Linked DNA regions of Cyprinus carpio: region 2 is linked to region 1. A link is a contact called in public Hi-C data. All regions are on one chromosome and are shown on one strand. Each heading gives the region's core, a stretch centred on a gene start, on an enhancer-like site or on the middle of the called end of the contact. The rest is flanking DNA. Distances are from core to core; before and after follow the strand shown.

Region 1 (6,463 bases), core at 738-3,237:
GCCCTGCCTGGTGGATTGGCTCTGACCTGCACTGCACTGTATCTAACTGTCTTTGAATGTGTTGCTGCTGTGCCTGACTTTGTCCACTTTTCATTTGTTTCCCTACAAAATTTGGTCTAAAAAAACAAACAAACAAAAAAACTACTTAATCATCAATAGTACACAATAGTATATTTAACAGCCATATTCGCATCAGATTAAAGACAAAATCATTTAAATGTGAAGCTGTTCTTGGACACTGCAAATTAAAAAAAATTATATATAAGACTACCACGTAAAAACCTTTGTTAATTCGATACAAACAGGTGTTTACTATTCTACATTTTAAAATTCCTAGTGTAAGAATGCTAACATTATTAAAACCCCACATTTTAGCGTTTTCCCCCGTTACTGATTGTGCCTTTAGTGTTTGAAACAACAGGAAGAAACGTAACATAATGATTTCTATTTTAAGCGGTGCTGGTGCCAGTGACGTCTCATATTGGAATTAATCGGCTGTGAACCAGACAGTGAGTAGGTGTTCTCTACTTCAAGCGGCGTTGCGCTGCCGATTAGCATATGACATCAGCGCGTGAGATTTTAGATGCACTCTAAATGCTCCCACACCGCAGATGTTATACTCTGATCAGTATATGCTGTTGGGGGGGCCAAGCATATTTTGATGGGGGGTGGTGCCACCCCTCTAGACACACCCCTGCCCCTTCATTATGTACAGTATGTAAAAAAAAGTACTATATATTTTCATGTATAAAAAAACTCAATTTATACTGTGAAAAATATTATGTGTAATATAGTACAGAAAAAAAAAAACAAGAAATGTTTACAAAATTAACTGCCTTTTATATTTTTATTGTACTAAAGAAAATCACTAAAAACATTACGTAAATACAGAAGACCTTTGTTGATCTCGGAACACAAATCAAGCTATTTTTGATGAAATCCTAGAGCTCTCTGAACCTGCATAGACAGCAATGCAGCTGACACGTTCAAGTAGTAAGGACATTATTAAAATAGTCCATGATGTGACATCAATGGTTCAACCGCAATTTTATGAAGCTACGAGAATATTTTTGTGCACAAAGAAAACAAAAATAATGTCTTTATTCAACAACTTCTTCTCTTCCATGTCAGCCTTCGACATGCATTCATGAGAGTATCATGATGCATGCATGTGGTGCTGCTGACGCAGGAGATTGTATTCTGACATAGAACCTGGATTTCACTGCGCCTTGTTTACAATGTGTCATGGTACTCTCATGAATACGCGTCAAAGACTGACACAGAAAAGTAGAAATTGTTGAATAGTCATTATTTTTGTTTTGGTTGAACCACTGATGTCACATGGACTTTTTAATGTCCTTACTACCTTTCTGGGCCTTGTACATGTCAGTTGTGTTGCTGTCTATGCAGGGTCAGAAGCTTAACAGAGGTCTTACGGGTTTGGAACGACATGAGGGTGAGTAATTAATGACAGAATTTTCATTTTTGGGTGAACTATCCCTTTAAGATGAAACATATCTGAGATTAAGACTTTTTTTCAAAAAACTATTATGCGGTCAATAGAAGATCTTGTGATTTCTCTCTTTAAAAAGCAGAATTAACTAATTAATTTTAAAATCAATTTCATAAATAAAATAATTCATCTTAATATCTGTGCTTAAATGTAAACTTACTGTCCTGCTTGCTGTCAACAGCAGCTCCTATAGCGCCCTCTGATGGTGGAGGAGGGTCTCCGTCCTGGCGTTCTGCTGCATTCTGACACGGCTCTATGGGCGGAGGTGGTAGATCACACTGTGGGAAGGGTGCATGAGCCAAAGGGCTGTTATTAGTGGGGCAGTCCTGAGGTGGAGGGGGCAGATCAGCCTCTGCGGTGAGTAAGTTATCTTGGTTTGGACTTGTTCCATTTACGGGTGCGTCCCTGGCTGTTGAAGAGCAGGGTGGAGGCATGAAGACTGCCTCAGGTTCAGGGGGTGGCCGTTCTGCCTCGGGGGCTTCATCACCACTGTTGTCAAACTCAAACTTCTCACCTTCATCTTCGTCATCCAACACTAAAGAGAGAGAAAGAGATAGAAGTGTTTTGCATTCCATTGTTTTTACTGATGTTGAGTATGGTAAAAACTATAAATTAGAAAAATTAGATAGTCTGTGAATGGAGTATGTTGTGGTTGAGGTTTGTCCCCACGTTTCTCTCTGCCAACCCAGGGTTCACAAAAACACATGTTCAGATTTTTAAGAGCAAATTTTAATTTAAGGTTATGTACAAGAACACTTTCCTCAAAATGCCTCTAAGAGTTACTGTACATATGGCACAAAGTTGTAAGGGAACAGTGAAACAAAACCAAACACCAAAACTGGGGTACAGGAAGCACACAACACGCTGAAAGGAAACCGGGTCAAAAAAGCACACTGCTTATTTTCCACAGGGCTGAAGTGCTAAAGAGGAAACACGTCTACTGGGACCAGAGAACAAAAGACAGAGAGAAAGAACTAAAATTCAAATACACTGATCAAAGATTTCTCACTCATGTGGTTTGGCTTGTACATTAAATGCTGCCATCGCAATACAGGCTACTTACTTAAACTAAATTTAAAGGGACAGTTTACACAAAAATGAAAATTCTGCTATCATTTACTCACCCTAATGTCATTTCAAACCTGTATGATTTAGCTTCTTTTGTGTATGACTTACACTGTAGTCTGTTAATCACATAGCTATTGATTTGGTTGTTGTATGAACTAGTACTGTGATACTGTCATGGAGCTTTTGTTCTCTTTTTAAACTTGAAAAACTCACTGAAAACTTCACTTTGTTTTTAATGCAAGAAAAAAAAGAGTGGAAAATGTTCTAATTTAGAATATTCTAAATTATACTATATTTGCATTTTTGTGTAAGATGAAACGGTCATACAGGTTTAGAACAGCATGAAGGTGAGTAAATGACAATTTAATTTTTTGGGTGAACTGTCCCTTTAAGGAAAGCTTTGTCTGAGTTTGAATCTGTCTTTAATGATCCTACATCAGCAAAAAAACTCAAAAACCAAATGGCAGCCTTACAGTATGGATGAAAGACATCCAAGAATGGAGGAATGAGGAATAAGAGAAGAGACAGGGAGGGAGACCTTGACGGTGTGAGGCTATTATGAAGCAAACACTTGGCAGTTCATGGATTCTCTTGACCCAGTGACTCACTCTTTAGAAATGTGAGTAATGTGAGAGTCCTTTTCCTCCATTCAGCTCTGGATCCCCCGTCCAATCGCAGCCTCCCTCAAGGGCTGAAGTGCACACAGTAGCCATTATACTAGACTACAGTAATTAAGCCTGCTACAGAGTTTTACAGACAGTTTATTTATAAAATAAGACTGCATATGCAGACAGTAACATCTCTAAACCACTCAAATTCATTACATGGAGTCTTAAATAATGTTTGTTTTTCCTCTCACAGGGATAATGAGAGGAGTGGTAAAACTGAAAGACTCTGGACCTCTGCCCAGGAAACCATGTTTCCGCTGATGGAAAAAGTTATCTCTTAAAGTCGATAAATCCACCATGGCGCGCTGGTACGAGGTTGCTCACTGTAATAGCAGAGATTCCAAACACAAACCTTGACAGACTAATTTCCTCTGCTTACTTCCATCAGTAAAGCATTTTTCATTTTAAGCCACTTAGAGCCAGGTGCACACATCTTGGTCTGTTGCCACAAAGTTTGGGGAACATGAAAGATTTTTTACATCATAGAACAAAGCTGGCAGTTACAAAGTGCTTACATGTAAAATACCCACTGCTGGGCTTTTATTTTTTTTTGGAAAAAAATGAATAAATAAACATACATGTATACATACATACATATATATACAGATCCAGCTGTGATCCTTGGATAGTCTTTGGCCACTCAAACTCTCCTCCTCACCGTGCATTAGGATGATATAGACAAACATCCTCTTCCAGGCAGATTCATAACATTTTCTGTTGATTGTAACTTATTGCCCTGATGGTGGAAATGGGGATTTTCAATGCTTTAGCTCTTTTGTTACAGTCACTTTCTATTTTGTGAAGCTCAACAATCTTGTTCTACGCATCACTATATTTTTTGGTTTCACTGCTTGTGATGGATGATTAAGGGAATTTAGCCTTTGTGTTCCTCATATTTATAATCCTATGGAACAGGATGTCATGGCTGGACAGTTTCAAGCTGAATGGGAATATACTTCAGAAATATTTTACTCATAAGAATTTCATGGGGTTCCAATAATTGTGGCCAACATTTATTGTATCATGAGATTTTCTCCCCACTTACTTCAATGAAAGGTTAGAATTTTTTTTTTTTAATGAAAGATCAAAAAGATCAACAATGCAGATTTATTTTCACAGCAGCCTTTGCTCATATTTAGCAAGGGTGCCAATATTAGTGCAGGGCACTGTAGATGAAATATATATAACGTGTTTGAATATATGGTTAAATTCTACTGAATATCCTAAAACAAAACAAAAAAGTGAAAATGAACATTGGCCTGTGCCAAAGTTCTCACTGGGGTCATATCATTCAATCTGACCAGCAACAATTTTAAAGGATAAAAAAAGTGTGGGTATACAGTGTAAACCCATCTTAAAGTAGTTTGGCACTGTTATTTGTTGACAGATGGGATGTGATCTTTATTCATTGTGAGCTGATAGGAGCGGTGTCCCTGCCTGCCTTACAGCTACACATGACATTCGGCATGCAAACAAAACACCATGCACCCAAGTTGACATTCAGTAATGTGAATGAACAGTTTACAACAAAACAAAAAAGAATAATCTGACTCCATGTTAAAACAGCAGCAAAGTTTAAAAGCATCCTGAGGTCAAACTATGACCTGACCCTCAGTGTGACACTGAGCACCTGGTACAGGAGTACAGGGCAGAGCAGGTATGCAGAGCTCCACTTGCCCACATCCTTAAATCCTTGAGAGGAAATGTAAAAGGTTAAGAGTACAGGAAAGGTGGAGGGGCTTCAGATGAGCTTTTTTTGTTGAACTGTGTGATGGGAAAAAACACTAGTCTGAAGAAAGTTACTGAGGCATGAACAGAGAGAGTGGCTTTATCAGCTCTCTGTGCTAATGAATGGAGTAAGAGGCAGATAAAGCACGAGGGAGTTTCCATATCTTTGCAAAGATGACTGACGGTGAATATTTATGCAGTAAGAGCTTTAAAATAATGTGGAAAGTGTGCAGTTTTAGTTTACACTTTAACACCAGCTGAACTCAAATGGGTCTCATTCCTTACAATACTGACCCTTTGATTCCTTGATGAGCTGTTTTCAGCAAGGATCTCAGAGAACCAGGCAGTGAAGAATCATAAATTGAATACCAATTTGCGGACTAAAAATGGACCTTTAATGAAAATCATTTTTTTTAAAACTGCTCTACTGAATAGTGGTCGACCGATATATCCAATTTTTGTCATTTTAGCATTTTAAATCATTAGACAAAACCATTTTTAAAAAGAAAGGTAAACCATATATGAAAAAAGTATTATAGCATTTACCTTTCTTTTATTAGCAGTATAAAAGCAAATTAAATTGGGATTTAGCAAATATGGATTTAAAGGTGACATATTATGCCCCTTTTTACATGATGTAATAGAAGTCTCTGGTGTCCCCAGAATATGTCTGTTAAGTTTCAGCTCAAAATACCCCACATATCATTTATTATATCATTTTGAAAATGCCTTTTTTTTGAGTGGAAGAAGAAACACGCTGTTTTTCGTGTCTGTCTCTTTAAATGCAAATGAGCTGCTGCTCCCCGCCCCCTTTTTCAGAATAGAGCTGAGTCATTACAGCTCTGACCTGCTAAAAAACATGTGTTTTGGTTCTGATTATCATGTTTATAGTGCTGAAATCATGCATTTTAGACCATATTAGTTTAAAGAGGTCATATGATGCAATTTCAAATTTTCCTTTCTCTTTGGAGTGTTACAAGCTCTTGGTGAATAAAGAAGATCTGTGAAGTTGCAAAGACTAAAGTCTCAAATCCAAAGAGATGTTTTTTTTAAAAGTTGAGACTAGTCCACACCCCCCTGAAACGGCTCATTCTAACACGCCCCCACATATCTACGTCAGTATGTGGGAAGCTTTGCATAATGCCGCCCAGATGTTCACGCAAAGAAAGAAGGCATACCTTTTATTCTAGTTGTAGTATTTTTGCTGCCGCCAGGTCGTATAGACGCTGTGTGTTTCACTGTGAAAGTGAAACTACTTTGTTTGGCCTTCCAAAAGAGGACAATATCCGCTTCGTCATGCCTGGAGCTGATCCGTGCTGGTTGCTGAGGAAATACATCAACTTTGCACTGTGGATGGCAGAATGGGCTTTCACTGTGGATGAAGTGGAGTCCAGCTTGGGATCGTCACATGTGGTTGCTGCAAGCACAATGTATGCTCCTTCGTAGAATCCACCTCAAGCTGCCCGCCTCTGCTCACTCAAGCCGG
Region 2 (5,928 bases), core at 1,734-4,233, 34 kb before region 1:
ACCAATGGCGTACAGGTTCCCATCCATGGAGACAAGTTTGAGTTGCGATCGTGCTTGCTTCATGGGTCGGACTTCGCTCCAGCGGTCTGTGATGGGATTGTAGCAGAACACTTTGTCCGAGACTTTGCTTTTCTCCCCAGTTCCCCTGATCCCGCCGGCCACAAACAAGTAGTTGTACATGGTACAGATACCGCAGCCTCTGGTGTTGATGTCTTCTGGCATGACAGTCAGTGTGTGCCAGTCCTTACTGCTCTTATTGTAGTAGTAGATCATGTGATTGTCCTCAAAAGACGTGATGGAGAGGGGACTCTGGGGACGGCTGCTGTTTCTGCTGGGCGGTCGACTTCCTACACGCTCAAACACGTCGTTGATTTCCGCCACCATCAGACACTGGCGGCTCTCCATCCGTTTGCGCAGTATGAGGTCTCTCTCTGAGCCCGTGAGGCGCCCGTAGACCGCCGGATCTCTCAGAATCTGAAGAAAGTTGTCGCTCATGAATCGATAGGCAGTTTCTTTCAGTTCATTAAAGCGCTGCTTTTTGGCGATCGTTAGGATTTCATAGCAGTTCTCTGGCGTGATCTGTGTGGATATGGTGTCGATAGCAGCTTGTACCGCACAGGGCATCTGCAGGATCTTTGCTCCTGTGATGACATCCACAATATTGTCTTTGCTTACGTTCATCTGGGAGGAGTAAACATAATCTACAAGCACCAATAAGGTCTTGTAGCTCATTCCTTTTACCTTCAGGATGTCTCGAGAGAGCCTAGCCTTAAAATAATCACTTTTCTCAGCTAATACTGATTTGTGTGCTTGTATTTTCTGTCCACCCACCTCTATGACTAAATTCGGCTCTTCCTTTGCAGATAGAGCTTCTCTTACTGCAGATCCAGTTGGCTTTAGCCCTTGGCTCGATTCCAGCCTTGTCTGTCCGAACAATGTTCTGTAGCTGGTCTGATCTGCTCCTTCAGAGGAACTTATAAAGCATCCTAGGGTTTTTTCAAGTAACCTCGTTTCTTGAGAGCTTGAATAGGAATTATTTCTGTCCTCTGATGTGGAGGAGACATTTTTAATGTCAAACTGACTCCGAACCACCTCACCATCTTTTAGGACATTGGATAATTTGTCAATTTGGAAACTGGAAGCTAACTTTGTGCCATTTGTTTCTTCTCTAATGTTTCTTGAAGCTTCACTGATATTTCTCAAACTAAGGTCCAGATTTTGTGCTCTAGACGAGTCCAGAGGTTGTATGTGCTCTTGAAATCCACTGTCACTAGAGACAGCGTCTTGTGCGTATTCTGCACCTGTTACAGCGCCGTTGTTTCCCAAACTCCTGTTGTCAGTTAAACCTCCTGATTCTGACGTATCCCACGTACCCGGGAGACCCTGCAGTATTTCCATGCTCGGGATGCCTGTTTTCCCCAAAGCCGGGACATTGTTATTGTTGCCTTCGCCTGGGATAGGCGATTCTGGAGAGTCAAGGTTTGCCGCGTGAAATATAACGTCTGCTTGTACTGTGAACATGTTTCTGTCTTGCAGAGTGTTGTTCATCTTTCTGTAGTTGTGGTACACCTTATGTCACTCATTTAGTGCTTTCAGAGCAACTCAAAAAATTTTCCTTTCCCAGCAGTAGACCTAAATTAATCCCAGTGAGCCTCAGGAATGGCTCAGGAGCCTCTAATTATTGGGGTAATGATCTTTCAGAGACAACATGAGTGTGTCCTAGCTGGACAGGTTTGCTGTTTGTTCCATCAGTGTACATTTCATCCAGGTAAACAACAAAAACAAACATATATCAAGAGCAGATCCTTTGTCCTCAGTGTTCACAGCACTGGGGCCAAACCTTCCGAGAAAAGAAGACAAAGTTATTCATCCATATAATTACACTCACATTACAAATTTCTTGTAGACCTTAATCCAAATGATTAGAAAGTTAATGTTAAAAATATAATTAAAACACACCTTCTAACGCTAACTAATAGCAAGTGGTGCTCTTATGGGCAAAAAGCTTTATTTTTTTCCTTTCAACAATGCAAATAATCTGTCTGCTGCAGTGACAGTAAAATAAATCATAAACATCACATAATGAGTTACTGTACCCCTCACTGATCAAAACACTGACATGCTCCATTTAAGTCACTCTAATGCGCTTGCGCATTGCTTGGAAACCCACTGACAGAGCATTATGGATTAAATCTTAAAGAGATCACGAAACAGCACCTTTAGTTAATTTTCTGTCATTATAAGTTGTTTAAATACCAATTTAAATAGATCTAAAAACAAATATATATTGGACGGCAGACAGATAGGTATATATTAATAACGCTTAGCAAAAGAGGCATTTTCAGACAGATAAAGTAACGTTAGTCTTTGAAATAATTATACTGACTATATCCTAAATTATTCAATAGACCCGGTAACGTTACTTACGCGTTAAACGGCGGAATTTCTTTGCGCAATTCCTCGCACAAAGCGCTCTTATGTAAGTCAGTGACTGTAGATCTAAATACACCGCGCTGCAGGCAGTCCACACATTAGTCTGTGAGGGCTGAGTTTTCCCAAATACAGACCACTTAACCATTCACAGGAACGTACTGTCCATCCCATATTGTAATAAAACGGCAGTTCAACGAGAACTTCTCTTCCTCCTCCTCATCCTCGACCAACTGTATGCGTCTGAAAGCCTCGACAGGAGAATCAGCGTCCACGAAATGTCATTATCTCAATGAAAATAATAAAACGAAATATATTCCATAAAGCCACCCTTGTGCTCCGGATCTGATCGACACCGCCTCTCTGCCCTCGGAGTGATTTGCAGTATTTTTTATTTTATTGTAGGCTGAGGTAGTTATTGATCTAAACCACACCCCCGTTTGTGTTCATCCTCTTCACATTAGAGCTGCTGATCAAATCCGCGGTAAGCGCGCGGCGCGACGCAACGCGACGTTCCTGCACGCTCGACGCACCGCCAAATGAAGGATGTTGCGCAATGGACAACGGGAACTCTCAAGCGCAGAGCATTTTAACGTATATTGAATAAAACTACTATCTAAATGTTGTGCTACTAGCTAAATGTAGTGATTTTCTAAAGCACAGTAAACTGGCTCAGTCCGTGAAGAACACTGAATATATTTGATATCGTTGACAAAATACAACATGAAACGAAAAATACATGTCTACATACATGCCCACTCTATAAAAAGCCCACAAATGTCAGAAAAACGTAATTTCAGGTTTTACTCGAAGGAGAAAAAAAAAGCAAAGCTGGAAAAATTGTCAAGAACAGCATGACTTCATCTGGCCTTTTCAAATGTGGTGAAGTTTTATGGGCACATTAAGGAAGCCCATTACTCTCCATCTTGATATTATGGGCTACACGGGTCTACAAGAGAGTTACTAGGGTAACCACTTCATTTCAGAGAGCAACAAATCAGAGTTGAAACTGTCTGTCAGCATGACAGCACATGGTCAGACTGAGATGACACTATTAGCCCTCTAAATACACACATCAGCTGTTCTCAGTCTGAAGGGACTCACAAAGATCCTTGAGCCCACAAAGACTGAAAGCGTTGCATATATTAGTGTGGCATCCTGTGAGGGAGGGAGGAAGGGCCTCCTGCAGAACAACTAAATCTCACCCTAGTGCTAGTGCTTTTATAGCACTGAGGACTTTATCTGTAACGGAAACGTCTAAAATATGACAGGCAGATATCAGATCAAAACCAAAGATTCTTATAAACACTGAGATATCAGCTGTTTTTCTTGATCTTAAAATATCTCAATACAATAATTATAAGAACTATTCACTTGGCATTTATCAAATGGATTATTTTAGGGGTGCATAGTGCTTGATTCTCGTCTTGATGTGTAAAGAATCTGTTTAAATATTATCTGCATTTATATAAATATTAATATTCTCACTCAGTGTGTAGATCCAAGTGTGACTATCTAAACATCCAATAAAAATCAACCATCGTAGTAAAGGGATCATAAATATTACCTTTTTAATTTCCCTTTTAGGCAGACAGCTTGCAAAATGAATATATCAAGACAAATTTCTCTCAAACACATTGCACTGGAAACACAAAGAGGAAAAAAACTACACATTTTATTTTCTTTTTTTTTTTTTTTTAAATTAAGTTTCTTTCCTTCCTTCCATCCATGCCCATGTCAATTTTACCGTAAATCAGTGTTGCTGTTGGTAAAGTGCATTTTACAGAAATCCATTCAACCTCTGTTCAGCCTCAAATGTGATTTTCTTCTGGGGACATTCCCTTGAGTATGAGCTGGCAGTTATAGTCCATCAAAAGGAAAAAGAAACTAAAAAAGGGACTGAAAATGAAAAGGGCCAGTTGAAAACAAAACAAACAAAATCACACATGGTTATCTATCACACTTGCACAGACATACAAAGAATGCTGGTTAAAACATGGTATATATTTGTTAATATACAAGTCAGAAATACATATCACAATGTATCATTATAATGCCTTTTCCATACCTTTAAATATTGATAAGCATTCATTTTAAATTAGAGTTATGGAGGAATGCCATTTTTCTTGAACTTGTGGTAACATAGGACACCAACTTCACTTTAGGACCCAAACGGAATCTCTGGCCCGCCAGAGAATCCCATTCAAGTCATTCAGTCACAGGTTGTAGCTGATCACAGAGGCCAATCTAAAGGCCATAAACCTCAGATGTGCCCGCATTCAACCAAGGTTTTAAGACTTCTTTTAGAAGAACAACCATTCCTTGAAGCAAATATTTTGAGATTTCCTTTCATGAAATGATCTTTAAAGAAAAACAACTGGAATTAAATTAAATGACGAGCTAAACAGATGCAGGCACTGTAAGCATGTTTAAAATGTGGAAAATGATAGAAAAAGTTGTGCTGTTTGCTAGATGTTCCATTGCTTTTTTTTTTTTTTTTTTACTTTTTTGTGAAATGTATTTATGTAGCAGTTAAAAATGTTATATTACCACAATTAGACCTGAATATTATCACACTGGAGTGGTACTGACATTTTCACAAATGCAACTTTTAATTCGGGTGAAAGTGGTAAAACTCATTTCTCTGATGCATGAGTACTTGGTAGTTCTGGTCATTCCTTGAACACATTCTTTTTTTCCCCTTCATTCCTTAATCTTTTTCCCCCCGTCAGCCCATGACTGAATGCAACGTCAGTCTAAGGAACTGCTCTCTCTGACGTGCAATGGTCTATAATGAAGACATACAGTAAAAGCATCATTAGACGACTAAAAGAAACAAAAGAATGATGGATACTGGTGTTTGTGCAGCTGCATCCAAACTAAAACCTGATCTTCACCGTTCTCTGAATACATCTCACAGGCTGGGCAGAGGTATTTGCCACACCATAATAGTGGACACCATCTCCTCGTGCTTAGACTGTTTTGTTTTTCTGTTGATTCTGCAATGTCCCAGTCCTCCAGACACCACCAACAATGAGCTCACATTTACTTTCTCAGTCTGCTTGGCCTTTTGGAAGTGTGCCGGCTCGTTCAGCAGGTCGTATATCGCCCCGTCCTCTGGGCCGTGCTCTAAAGAGCCCTGAGACAGAGCCAGAGACCCACATGATGAGGACAGGGAGTCCTGGAGAACTGGAGCATGTGAGGGAGAGCTGGTACTGCTGCACCCCACCCCAGAGCAGTTCTCGTCCAGTTGGGTTCCCTCCACCTCGGGGGCCCCAGGCTGGCACTGGCTGGGTGTGTTGGAGGTGAGAGTTACCATGGTTGCTTGGGAGACATTACACACTGCTGTTGCCATCGTGAGGAACTTGACTGGGCCATGGTGAGCATGAAAAGAGACCATTCCTCGACCTGGGGCAAGACAATGAGGGAGATAAATGACAGAGATGAAGAACGTTAAAAAGTTTGCTCAAGCATAAAATAAAAAAAAATAAAAAGAGA

Evidence for each region. A called contact is a pair of places that touch in the nucleus more often than the background predicts.
Region 2: a Hi-C map of liver shows a contact between it and region 1, with 3 times the contacts expected there. The contact joins the promoter of LOC109060751 here to the enhancer-like site in region 1. A contact is called at or near these places in 3 of 8 Hi-C or Micro-C datasets (liver and skeletal muscle).

What each region holds. Positions count from the first base shown.
Region 1 is chrB17:12,690,330-12,696,792 of ASM1834038v1, reverse strand. It overlaps LOC109083427 (rho guanine nucleotide exchange factor 10-like), which reads right to left. Exons shown (of 28, transcript XM_042742324.1): 3 at 1,674-2,048. Among protein-coding and RNA genes, the nearest start is that of LOC109083427, 17 kb to the right of the region's middle. Within about 2 kb of position 1,987, at least 2 of the 8 cell types and tissues checked have an H3K27ac peak or open chromatin away from gene starts, as enhancers often do. A contact at or near this core is called in liver, where this site is marked.
Region 2 is chrB17:12,725,963-12,731,890 of ASM1834038v1, reverse strand. It overlaps LOC109060751 (kelch repeat and BTB domain-containing protein 11-like), which reads right to left and starts at 2,983. Exons shown (of 2, transcript XM_019077906.2): 1 at 2,428-2,983; 2 at 1-1,840. The coding sequence starts at 1,548. It overlaps LOC109083427 (rho guanine nucleotide exchange factor 10-like), which reads right to left. Exons shown (of 28, transcript XM_042742324.1): 28 at 3,985-5,838. The coding sequence ends at 5,345.